Regions from separate parts of the Mus musculus genome. Here all the other regions are linked to region 2. The links are chromatin contacts, called in public HiChIP or PLAC-seq and promoter capture Hi-C maps. All regions are on one chromosome and are shown on one strand. Each heading gives the region's core, a stretch centred on a gene start, on an enhancer-like site or on the middle of the called end of the contact. The rest is flanking DNA. Distances are from core to core; before and after follow the strand shown.

Region 1 (3,308 bases), core at 753-3,252, 440 kb after region 2:
ATTTCTGTATCTATTCTTCTGTCATGGGACATCTGGGTTGTTTCCAGCTTTGGGCTATCAAATAAGGCTGCTATGAACGTAGAGAACACTTGTCCCTGTGGCATGGTGGGGCATCTTTTGGGTTTATTCCCAACAGTGGTATAGCTGGGTCTTCAGGTAGATCTATTTCCATATTTTTGAGGAACCTCCAGATTGATTTCTAGAGTGGTTGTACCAGTTTGCAATCTCACCAGCAATGAAGGACTGTTCCTCTTTCTGCACATCCTCTCCAATATGTGTTGTCACCTGTGATTCTGATCGTAGCCATTCTGATTGGTGTAAGGTGGAATCTCAGGGCCATTTTGATTTGCATTTCTCTGACCACTAAGGACTTTAGACATTTCTTTAGATGCTTCTCAGTCATTTGAGATTCCTCAGAATTGAAATCTTGGATTAGTTCTATACTCCATTTTGTGATTAGGTTATTTGGTTTTCTGGTGATTAGCTTCTTGAGTTCTTTATGTATTTTTGGATATTAGCCCTCTATTTGATGTGGGGTTAGTGAAGATTATTTCCAAATCTTTAGGTTGCTGATCTGTCTTATCAACTATGTTCTTTGCTTTACAACCTTGCCAGTTTCATGAGGTCCCATTTATTGATTCTTGATCTTAGAGCATGAACCATTGGCGTTCTGTTTAGGAAATTTCCCCCTGTGCCAATGAGTCCAAGGCTCTTTCCCATTATCTCTTCTATTAGATTCAGTGTATCTGATTTTATGTTGAGGTCCTTGATCTAATTAGACTTGAGCTTTGTGCAAGGTGATAAATATGGGTCAATTTTCATTCTTCTACATAGAGACAGCCAGTTAGACTAAAACCCGTTTTTGAAATGCTTTCTTTTTTTTTTCATTATATAGTTTTGGCTTATCAAGATCAAGTGATGGGAAGTGTGTGGTTTTATTTCTGGGTCTTCATTTCTATTCCATTGATCAACATGTCTGTCTCAGTACTAATACCATGCAGGTTGAATCACTATTGCTCTGTAAGAAATCTTGAGGTCAGGGATGGTGATTCCCCCAACTGTTCTACTATCAAAGGCATATACATCCAGAAGTTGCCCAAGACTAGCAGTTGGAAAGCAATTTAACTCCCATCATTTTCATCCAGGTGACTGGTTACCTAGCTATGGCATCATCCTCTTTTGCAGACCAGCTGGCAGGCTCCAATATCATTATCTGCTGCTTGATGCCATTTGTTCCATGTTTCAGGATTACAGCAATCCTTAATCCTTGAACTCTCCATTTCAGAAAAAATGTAGCAGGACAAGCATTATTTCAGCCCATAATCTCAATCAAAGCTCGAGGTTTCCCACTGACTCCCAGGACCCAGGTTTCCCTGTGCTTACCAGTGAATAATGTAGAGACACTGAGGAAACATTTACTTCACCATTGAAGGAGGACAGCTTAGTTCTATAATCAAGAGGGAGGTAGATAAAGCCAAATGCCTTTCTATCTATTTGAGGTTGCAGCTTGGAGTTGTGTGTTTGTAATGTTATGCTCTGGCAAGTCTAGGTCTTGGGAGCTACTAATGGATGCATAGATGCTACAGGGATGACTTAAACCAGGAGCTGTTTCACTTAGATTTTCCTTGAAACTCATTTACATGCAGCAGGCAACTAACACAGCAAAGATCTCCTGATACTGACTCTGTCCTGAGCAGAAAAGAAAGAAGAGGCTTGGTGACTTGGCTTTTTTGGTCTAAGTTTTCACCTTCATTCAAAGGAATGAAGGTTCCTAGGGATCCTTTTGCAAGCCTGTAGGACATGAGGATTATAAATCTAAATCTTGTACCTATGAAGATTTGCAAGAAACATCCTGAGTGTAACTAGCTCTCTTTGACTTTTTTGGTTATTGTTTACAAGAAGGAAACTCTTGAGTTTCCGTCTCTGAGGAAATCGAAAGCTATGAACCTTGTCCACTCCCCACAAAGTAGCACAGGATGAGAAACCAGTTCCCCTCAGTCTGAGCAGCTGAGCAGTGACTCTACCCAGTGTCAGCTTTCCATCTCTCTCTCTGAAAACACTTTATTTTCTCAGAATTTCAGGAGATTACAAAATCCTCTGTATCACCTTCTGAGAGATTTACTGTTTACTTTTTTATCTTCACACACACACACACATACACACACACACACACACACTCACTTGCTCACTTGCTCATTCACTCACTGCTTCCTGCCCTGCAAAACTGGATACCACTGAAGAATTTTCTGAAGAGGTGAGTCCTCCCCCTGCTTTCTCTGTGAATGCACACGACTACAGGTGAAATCCCTGTTGATCTTTTGGTGGAGAGAGAAGGAAGCCAAGCTGGTGGCTGCTACACTGAGCAGTGAATCTGCAGTATCTGGATTCAGGTCCTTGGCTCATAAATATGCTAGGCATCCTTATTCTTCCACCAGTAAGACTGATCCGAAAAGGGGCATATTTCAGATTATAAAATACACGTTTTTTTAGGTAAGTCAGGATAAGTGAATAAGAAGAGGGCTTTTGTTTTCTTGGCTGGAGAGTGCTTAGAACCTGGTGGTTGTAGTGAATGGCTGGGCAAAAGACGTGTTTGTGACAGGAAAAATTGTCATGAGGTAATAATACCCAGTGAAAAATGCATCTAGCTCTCAGGCTGCATTATCTAGTATTGCAACCATACATAGTCTGGGCACCAATGGGCATATGTGGTCAAAGGTGTCCCAGATTCACAGTGATTGCAAACCTGGGGTTTTATTGACTCAAGAAGCACATTAAATGGTCTTCATTCACTTCTACTTCAAGTGGATATGGTGGAATTGTAGACATTGTTAATCTGTATCATCCTGAAAGTTAATTGCTTTGGTTTATTTGTCTTTTTAGTTTTCTTTGATTTTGTATTCTGGTGGTAAGATTTAGAAAAGAGTTGGAGGGTTCATCAGAACTAGATATATACTTCACACTTTTAGACTCTTCTGCAGTCCCTCTGTGCACTATGGTTGATCTATCACTTACTAGGTGTATTAATTATGCTGCCCAGACTTTCTAAGATTTTACAAAAGTTACAACCCTGTTCATTTAGAAATTAAGATAAATAAATCATGCATAAAAATTTGGTTTTTAAGTTATTATTAGACTTTCTATTATTAAAACACTTATCTATTTCTAGGAGGTAAACTATTTTCATTATTTTGATTTTCTGAGAAGAATTTTTATTTGTGGTTCTAATTAAGACAATGCTAATATAGAAAAATTTGCCCTTATTAGTTACTATAAAAAGGATTTATTTTATAATTTCCATGAATTCATGT
Region 2 (2,991 bases), core at 468-2,967:
ACTGGTTTCTGGAAGATGATTCAAGATTACAAGTCTCTATCAGCTGGGAGCTGTTGGCTCTACATGAAACTCCACACATGCTGTCAATGGGTACTTTCTGTCACCCATGTTTTTTTTTTTTTTTGTCTTTTAAACTGTCTGTTGGGATCATGTGTTGAGGTCAGATGTTGCTGCTAGCTTTCGGTGGCCTTTTCATTTCAAGGCTGCAATGACTGTTTACCTTATCGCCCACACTTTTATGATGTATAAATTGTGAGCCATCAGATACCCACACGGGGGTGGTCTGATGATTAAAAAACAGAACCAAAACTTTGGCAGACCAGGTACAAGGCAGATAGACAGATAGATTAGACAGATAGATAGATAGGTTAGATAGATAGATAGATAGATAGATAGATAGATAGATAGATAGATAGATAGATAGATAGATTAGATAGATAGATAGATAGATAGATAGACAGACAGATAGATAATTATCAAAGTCACAAATACAATTCAAATATTTCTATATGCCAGTTTTTAATCTTCCATGGATTTCTTCATTGTCATGTTGAAAATGATTCAGAAAAAAATGCCTTTTGCTCATTCTGCTCTACCTCTGATTGATCTGTCTAAAAGACTGAACATATGCAGCATAGTAAGTGCTAAACTCAGTGGTACACTTATTGGCATTTATTTTGATTCTGCAAAATGATTCACAAGCCATTTGAGTGTTGCATTTACCCTGAATGTGGGTAATGTCAAAAGAGATAATTAGGTGTCTCTCAACAAAGTTCTGATCTTTTCACTGACCCTCTTCACGGCTTCCTTCACCTCTTTGTTGCGAAGGGAATAGATGATAGGGTTGAGGAATGGAGTTAGGAGGGCATACACTAAGGCAATAAGTTTGTCAGTGCCCTCAGGTCTGCTCTGAGGTGAACCCACATACACAGTAAAAGCAGAAGCATAGAACAGTGCAACCACTGTCATATGGGAGGAGCATGTGGAGAAGGCTTTGGCTCGACTGGCAGCTGAAGGCAGCTTCAGGACAGCTGTCAGAATACCCCCATAGAGTCCCAAGATGAGGACAAAATTGCATCCAGTGGCCACACCAATCACTGCCCCGTGAACCCGAGCATGCCACCTTGTGCTCACACATGCCAACCGCATTAGTGGTGCCAGGTCACAAAAGTAATGGGCTATTTCTTTCAAGCAATACGGTAAACTGGCAGTGAGACATGCAGGCACCAGGGCAGCTGAAAAGCCAGCTACCCAAGTGGCACCTGCAAGCCATAGCTGTACCTGCCTGCTCATGAGTGCATGGTAGTGCAGTGGACGACAGATAGCAAGGTAGCGGTCCAGAGCCATGACACCTAACAGGTAGCACTCGGTCATGCCCAAGGAGTGAAAGACATACAGCTGGACGAAGCATGCAGACGAGGGGATGGGTGAATGCCCATGGAGCAGGGTGTGCAGCAAGGTGGGCACTGTGGTGCTGACATACCAGAGTTCCAGGAAGGAGAGGACACTGATAAAGAAGTACATGGGAGTGGACAGCCCTGAATCTGCCTGAACCAAGACAATGATGAACAAGTTCCCTGCCAGTGTGAGGAGATAGATGCACAGGGTCCCCAGGAAGGCAAGAGGTCGGAGGGCACCAGAGGTAGTGAAACCAGCAAGGATGAAGGTCCGTGTCCAGGTGTAGTTGACATGATCCATGGTTCCAAGGAGGAGGTGGAGTTAAGGTCCAAGATTAACTACGTCAGGATCTTCCATCTCTTTGTGAAATACTCCTAGAGTCAAGAGCAGCAACTCTGAGTACATGGCTGAGGTTGGACATAATCTAATTAAATCCCTATGTTGTGATACTGGAGCTGCAGCCCCCTCCCATCCCCATCAATGTGAAATGATTGGTTTCAACATCAGTAGGTGGCTGGGCTAGAACTAGAAATGAAGACACCTGGTTTATTCTTCTGAGTGTTCTACTCCTGATCTCTTGAGTGTCCACCAACACAGTTCTCCCCTATCCCACTCTCAATAAAAGGAAATGGAACCTTTCTACTGTAATCTCTCCTATGACCTATATGTTTCTTGGGGACTCTGTGCATCTATTTTAGAATAATAAAATAACTAGAAGTGTTGGTCTGTTCTAAAGGAAGGCTTGATGTCTACAGAAAGTTATAGTGACTTTTTTCAGGAAGTCTTATACTTCATTGACTATTCTGGTAGGGAAAGATTAAGTGATCTATGCCTGACAATGATGCAGACACTCTAAGATTAATCCCTAAAATATAATGCCCATGAAATGTAATGGTTATTCACTTCCAGGCCCATCATATACAATGATTATTCAATTCTAGACCCATCATATACAATGATTATTCACTACCAGGCCCATGATATGCCCTGATTATTCCCTATCAGTCCTATGATCTCCTATGAGTATTTACTATCAGTCCCACAATCTTCTATGAGTGTTCACTCTCAGGCTCACGATATCTACTGATTGTTCACCCAACATTCATACCGTACCTTCTAAAAGTTGAGCTTCATGAGAGACAGATGACATGAATTTTCAAAGAAGAAAAGTGTGAGTCAGAATCCCCAGGCAGAAAAGAAACTTTGCAGTAGCTGTGAATTGGCTGCATGCCCTTGCTCTGACACACCCCAGCTGTACACTCTGAACTAGGGGATTTTTTTTTTTTACTTAACCAACTTCCTGTTTCCTAAAATGAAGAAGAAGAACAAGATTTGGCAGTTGGTTTCTGAAACTGTTATGAGTTCTGATCTCCCTAGGATATTGGGAAATGATTGTGAGTTTTGTGGTTGGGTTTTCCTTCCATAACCTGAGGCTACTCACTAGGAAAGATCAAAATCAAAACTCTTGCCTTATTCTCTTCTGGTAATCTCCTACACTCTACCACCGTCATCTATCACCTGACCATTTGGTGGCATTAGCATCCGTGTCATCCCCCTAATGGCAATTCCGATCTCTATCTACTTATATGAAAC
Region 3 (3,155 bases), core at 612-3,111, 410 kb after region 2:
AGCCTTTCTTGATTACTTTGATTTAAAAATTGACCCTGTTCTCTGCAAGGACCTAGAAGGTATAAAAGCTGACTGGGAAAAAATAAACCTGCTTTAGTGTCAGCGCTGTCTGGAGTCATGTTATAATGTCTAATTGTCTTTTTCTTTTTAATCCTCCCTCCCTTGAGACATTGTTGACTGAATGAGCTGGCTTGCTTATAATAATAATAGAAAGATCAGAATATCATGGTACATTTAGAAGTACATCTCTATGGAGGCTCTGCCTGACTAATACAGATTGCAGATGCTCACAGCCAACCACCAGACTGAACAATGGGACCCCAATGGAGGAGTTAGGGAAGGACTGAAGGAGCTAAAGGGGTTTGCCATCCCATGGGAAGAACAACAATATCAACCAAACAGAACCCCCAGAGCTCTCAGGGACTAAACCACCAACCAAAGAGTATACATGAAGGGAACCATGGCTCCAGCTGCAAATGTAGCAGAGGATGGCCTTATTTGGTATCAGTGGGAGGGGTGGTTCTTGGTCCTGTGAAGGCCCAATGCCCCAGTGTTGGGGAATGGCAGGGCAGGCAGGCAGGAGTGGTTGGGTGTGTGAGGGAGTACCCTCATAGAGGCAGAGGAAGAGGGGATGAGATAGTAGGTTTGAAGAGGGGAAACTGGGAAGGTGGATAACATTTGAAATATAATAAAATAAAATAAAAATAAAAATAAATAAAAAAGAAGTACATCCCTTGATTGTTAAAAATAAGTAAAATCTTTTGCAGTGATTTAGAAAGTTTAGCTACAATAATTAATAAACTTAGTGAGCCTGGTCTAATGTTCACAGAACTTTGAAATCAATTAAGAGCTTCTATCCAAGTCCTCTGCTGTGGTACATATATTCTTTAAACTGTTCTATAAATGTGCAAGATACATGTGTTCTAATTGACCTTCCATCACTCTATTACACTTCACCATTAGAGAACCAAAAGGAAAATAAAATAACTTTCCTGATGGTAGAAATTAACAATGGAAATACCATCTTTAGAGAGGTGTGAAGAAAGAACAACACAGAATGGGCTTGGGAAATGGTTAAACCATTTTGTGTTTATATATTATGAACCTGAGAAACTTCCTACTACACATAGTGATAGGATATTAGAAAATTCATTTCATGTCCAGAGGCACTTTTCATTCACAATAATTTTTCATGCCACTATCTTGGCTTTTTCCCACTCACCCACATATCCCAGATAACCATGAACTCCCTATCCGAGCTAATTATAGCCTTCACATTATCCACTTATTCAGATTTATGCTTAAAAAGTTCATTAAACTATCTAAAATATGCAAAATGTTTTATTCTTAGCTCATTCCTCTGTGGTGGAGGACTAAAGATGTCTGCTATCTTTTTGAGTGACTGACCCTAATCCGGCTGCTGTGGGCTCACTGCTGAGTGCAGCAGGCACCAGATCAGCACTGCCTCCTCCACAAGAACCAGCAAAGGTCTTTTCACTGTCCTTGTTGTTTTTACAGATGTAGCCAATATCTACCATATCTACAGAAAACAGGTAGAACTCACCTTGCTGGATGTTTCTCTAGGGATGTAAAGCTGAGATCTTCTACAGGGCAGGACTAGAGGCTTCTCCACTCCTCTTCCTCCTCTTCTCTTTTGTCCTTCTTCTTCTTAAAGTTTGTTGGGGACAGGGAGGAGTTGGTGTGTGTGTGTGTGTGTGTGTGTGTGTGTGTGTGTGTGTGTGTGTGTATGTGTATGTGTGTAAGAAGATAAACCAATAAATCTCTTGGGAACTGGAAAATGTAATCTACAGAAATTCTCAGGTTAGACTCACTCCATGGACTGAGGCTTGCTGAATGTCTCAGCTGGGTGTTGTTTTGTTGGCAGAAGAGCTAAGAAACAGGAAGTTCCCCTCCCGGCAGAGTGCATCTCTTTCGATTTACTCAGAGATTGAAACTCAACAGTTTTCTTCCTGTATACCTTTTAGTCACCATAAGAAAGTCAGAGACAGTTACACTCCATTGATATGTTTTGCTTTTCTTACAAATCTTACAGGTACAAGAACCAAATATAAAAGCACTGCATCCAACAAACTCACAAGTGAGTCACCAGGAATGTGCTCTCTTTTGAATAAAGATGAACTCCCAAAAGGCAAAGCTAAGTCACCAGGTCTCTTTCTTTCCTGCTCAGGATGCAAATGGCAGCAGGAGAAATTGGCAATTGCTAGCTGCTCTTGAATGAATTTCAAAAAGAAAAAAAAAAAGAAAGAAAGAAAAAAAGCAAAGAAAAGAAAAGGAAAGAAAAAATCTGAGATGAAATTGCTTTTGGTTTAAACACTTCACTCCTTTGTTAGTTCCCTGGACTTTCCAGAGTACCATGCTGTTAGAAACATATGACTCCAATCTCACGTAAGCAGAAAGGATTTTGGCTTTAGCTTTCCTCTTTTCTGTTACTACTACTACTACTACTACTACTACTACTACTACTATTATTATTATTAATTTATTTACTTTCAAAGACAGTTTTACTGTGTAGTCTTGGCTGGCCAGGAACTCTCTCTGTAGACCAGGATCAGTTTAGATTTAAATCTTTTACCCAGCTTTGGAAAGTAGTATTCTTTAACTGGTGATTGCCTTAATTAAGAACTTTTAAAAATGTGCCATCATTTCATGTTTCCATCATTGGGAATTGGATTACCTTGAAGTATTTCTGAAACAATATAGATGACTAGAAACTGTGGATTTGCTGACTAGATGCCATTTTCACTAGTTTCTTAGACTACATAAAATACTAATTATTCCCAAAAAGGAGAGAAGGGGAAGGAAAGCCAGAGAGAAGCTTTTCTTGGGAGAGCTAAGCCACTGGACTTGTGCTGTGTCTCCACCATTGATTCTGGTTGCAGCCCTTTATTCATGGTGAATGGAGGTTGGAAAATACCATCTTTATCTTTCTTTTGTTTGGCCAATGTAGTTTTTCCTTTTCCTTTCTTCATCTTTTGAACTGATTTAGTAAAGAAAGCCCAGGGGAAGTTGATCCTACTGTTTCCGCTCAGCTCCTGCTTATGTCTCAGTGGATTTGCCTATCCCTGCTGCAGAAGCCCAACATAGCCACAAGGTAGCCAAAGGTACCAATCTGGGACAAGCACTGTGGACAGTAT
Region 4 (2,936 bases), core at 246-2,745, 370 kb after region 2:
ATGTCCCATAAAAGAAGTAGTCATAATAAAATCCAGAAAAATGTGTCCTCAACCTACCCTAGAGGACCTAACACAATTTGTTAATTAACATCTTTTGTCAAATTTTCTTTAACACATGCATCTAAAGGTTACCATTAAGACATGCATTCATGGAAATTATAAAATAAATCTTTTTTATAGTAACTAATAGCCAATTTTTCTATATTAGCATTGTCTTAATTAGAACCAAAAATAAAAATTCTTCTCAGAAAACCAAAAGAATGAAAATAGTTTACCTCCTAAAAATAGAAAAGTGTTTTAATAATAGAAAGTCTAATAATAACTTAAGAATCAAATTTTTATGCATGTTTTATTTATCTTAATTTAAAAAAGAACAGGGTTGTAACTTTGTAAAATCTTAGAAAGTCTGGGCAGCATAATTAATACACCTAATAAGTGATAGATCAACCATAGTGCGCAGAGAGACTGCAGAAGAGTCTAAAAGTGTGAAGTATACATCTAGTTCTGATGAACCCTCCAACTCTTTTCTAAATCTTACCACCAGAAGACAAAATCAAAGAAAACTAAAAGACAAATAAACCAAAGCAATTAACTTCCAGGATGATAGAGACTAACAATGTCTACAATATCATCATATCCACTTAAAGTAGAAGTGAATGAATACCATGTAATGTGCTTCTTGAGTCAATAAAACCCCAGGTTTGCAATCACTGTGAATCTGGGACACCTTTGACCACATATGCCCATTGGTGCCCAGACTATGTATGGTTGCAATACTAGATAATGCAGCCTGAGAGCTAGATGCATTTTTCACTGGGTATTATTACCTCATGACAATTTTTCCTGTCACAAACACATCCTTTGCCCAGCCATTCACTACAACCACCAGGTTCCAAGCACTCTCCAGCCAAGAAAACTAAAGCTATCTATTTCTTATTATTCACTTACCCTGGCTTACCTCTAAAGAGTATATTTTATAATCTGAAATATGCCTGTTTTCCAGTCAGTCTTACTGGTGGAGGAATCAGGATGCCTAGCATCATTATGAGCCAAGGACCTGAATTCAGATACTGCAGATTCACTGCTCAGTGTAGCAGCCACCAGCTTGGCTTCCTTCTCTCTCAACCTAAAGATCAACAGGGATTTCACCTGTAGTCTTGTGCATTCATAGAGAAAGCACGGGGAGGACTCACCTCTTCAGAAAATTCTTCAGTGGTATCCAGCCTTTGCAGGGCAGGAAGCAGTGAGTGAGTGAGCAAGTGAGTGAGTGAGTGAGTGTGTGTCTGTGTCTGTGTCTGTGTATGTGTGTGTGTCTGTGTGTGTCTGTGTCTGTGTGTGAGTGTGTGTGTGAAGAGCAAATAGTAAATCTCTCAGAAGGTGATCCAGAGGATTTTGTAATCTCCTGAAATTCTGAGACAATGAAGTGTTTTCAGAGAGAGATGGAAAGCTGACACTGGGTAGAGTCACTGCACAGCTGCTCAGACTGAGGGGAACTGGTTTCTCATCCTGTGCTACTTTGTGGGGAGTGGACAAGGTTCATAGCTTTCGATTTCCTCAGAGACGGAAACTCAAGAGTTTCCTTCCTGTAAACAATTACCAAAAAAGTCAAAGAGAGCTAGTTACACTCAGGATGTTTCTTGCAAATCTTCATAGGTACAAGATTTAGATTTATAATCCTCATGTCCTACAGGCTTGCAAAAGGATCCCTAGGAACCTTCATTCCTTTGAATGAAGGTGAAAACTTAGACCAAAAAAGCCAAGTCACCCAGCCTCTTCTTTCTTTTCTGCTCAGGACAGAGTCAGTATCAGGAGATCTTTGCTGTGTCAGTTGCCAGCTGCATGTGAATGGGTTTCAAGGAAAATCTGAGATGAAACAGCTCCTGGTTTAAGTCATTCCTGTAGCATCTATGCATCCATTAGTAGCTCCCAAGACCTAGACTTGCCAGAGCATAATGTTACAAACACACAACTCCAAGCTGCAACCTCAAATAAATAGAAAGGCATTTGGCATTATCCACCTCCCTCCTGATTATAGAACTAAGCTGTCCTCCTTCAATGGTGAAGTTAATGTTTCCTCAGTGTTTCTACATTATTCACTGGTAAGCACAGGGAAACCTGGGGCCTGGGAGACAGTGGGAAACCTCGAGTTTTGATTGAGATTATGGGCTGATATAATGCTTGTCCTGCTGCATTTTTCTGGGATGGAGAATTCAAGGATTAACATTTGTTGTGATCCTGAAACATGGAACAAATGGCATCAAGCAGCAGATAATGGTATGCAAGCCTACCAACTGGTCTAAAAAAGAGGATAATGCCATAGCTAGGTAACCAGTCACCTGGATGAAAACAATGGGAGTTAAATTTCTTTCCAACTGCTAGTCTTGGGCAACTTCCAGATGTCTCTGCCTTTGATAGTAGAACAGTTGGGGGAATCACTATCCCTGTCGTCAAGCTTTCCTACAGAGCAATAGTGATTCAACCTGCATGTTATTGGTACAGAGACAGACATGTTGATCAATGGAATAAAAATGACAACCCAGAAATAAAACCACACGCTTCCCATCACTTGATCTTGACAAGCCAAAATTATACAATGGAAAAAAAGAAAGCATTTCAAAAACGCGTGTTAGTCTAACTGGCTGTGTGTATGTAGAATGAAAATTGACCCATATTTATCACCTTGCACAAAGCTCAAGTCTAATTAGATCAAGGACCTCAACATAAAATCAGATACACTGAATCTAATAGAAGAGATAATGGGAAAGAGCCTTGAACTCTTTGGCACAGGGGGATATTTCCTAAACAGAACTCCAATGATTCATGCTCTAAGATCAAGAATTGATAAATAGGACCTCATGAAACTGGCAGGGTTGTAAAGCAAAGGACACCTTTGATAAGACAGATCAGCAACCTAAAGATTTGGAAATAATCTTCAC

The links. Promoter capture Hi-C pulls out the DNA fragments that hold promoters and counts their contacts. HiChIP or PLAC-seq counts read pairs in DNA pulled down with a chosen protein or histone mark.
Region 1: a contact with region 2 is called in a promoter capture Hi-C map of pre-B cells, with 4 times the contacts expected there. The contact joins the promoter of Ifi213 here to the promoter of Olfr433 in region 2. A contact is called at or near these places in 3 of 39 promoter capture datasets (hippocampal neurons, neutrophils and pre-B cells) and 2 of 9 other capture datasets (adipose tissue and liver).
Region 3: an H3K27ac HiChIP or PLAC-seq map of heart atrium shows a contact between it and region 2, with 7 times the contacts expected there. The contact joins the promoter of Ifi209 here to the promoter of Olfr433 in region 2. A contact is called at or near these places in 5 of 39 promoter capture datasets (the 3T3-L1 cell line, the C10 cell line, hippocampal neurons and 1 more), 1 of 115 datasets of contacts at active chromatin or transcription factors (heart atrium) and 4 of 9 other capture datasets (adipose tissue, liver, macrophages and 1 more).
Region 4: a contact with region 2 is called in a promoter capture Hi-C map of neutrophils, with 4 times the contacts expected there. The contact joins the promoter of Ifi208 here to the promoter of Olfr433 in region 2. A contact is called at or near these places in 4 of 39 promoter capture datasets (the C10 cell line, neutrophils and pre-B cells), 1 of 115 datasets of contacts at active chromatin or transcription factors (CD8 T cells) and 3 of 9 other capture datasets (adipose tissue, embryonic stem cells and liver).

What each region holds. Positions count from the first base shown.
Region 1 is chr1:173,597,966-173,601,273 of GRCm38.p6, reverse strand. Ifi213 (interferon activated gene 213) reads left to right here and starts at 2,002. Exons shown (of 6, transcript NM_001368798.1): 1 at 2,002-2,254.
Region 2 is chr1:174,040,659-174,043,649 of GRCm38.p6, reverse strand. It overlaps Olfr433 (olfactory receptor 433), which reads right to left and starts at 1,717. Exons shown (of 1, transcript NM_146717.2): 1 at 714-1,717. The coding sequence starts at 1,698. The coding sequence ends at 754.
Region 3 is chr1:173,629,565-173,632,719 of GRCm38.p6, reverse strand. Ifi209 (interferon activated gene 209) reads right to left here and starts at 1,861. Exons shown (of 7, transcript NM_175026.3): 1 at 1,565-1,861.
Region 4 is chr1:173,672,224-173,675,159 of GRCm38.p6, reverse strand. It overlaps Ifi208 (interferon activated gene 208), which reads right to left and starts at 1,495. Exons shown (of 7, transcript NM_001162938.2): 1 at 1,194-1,495.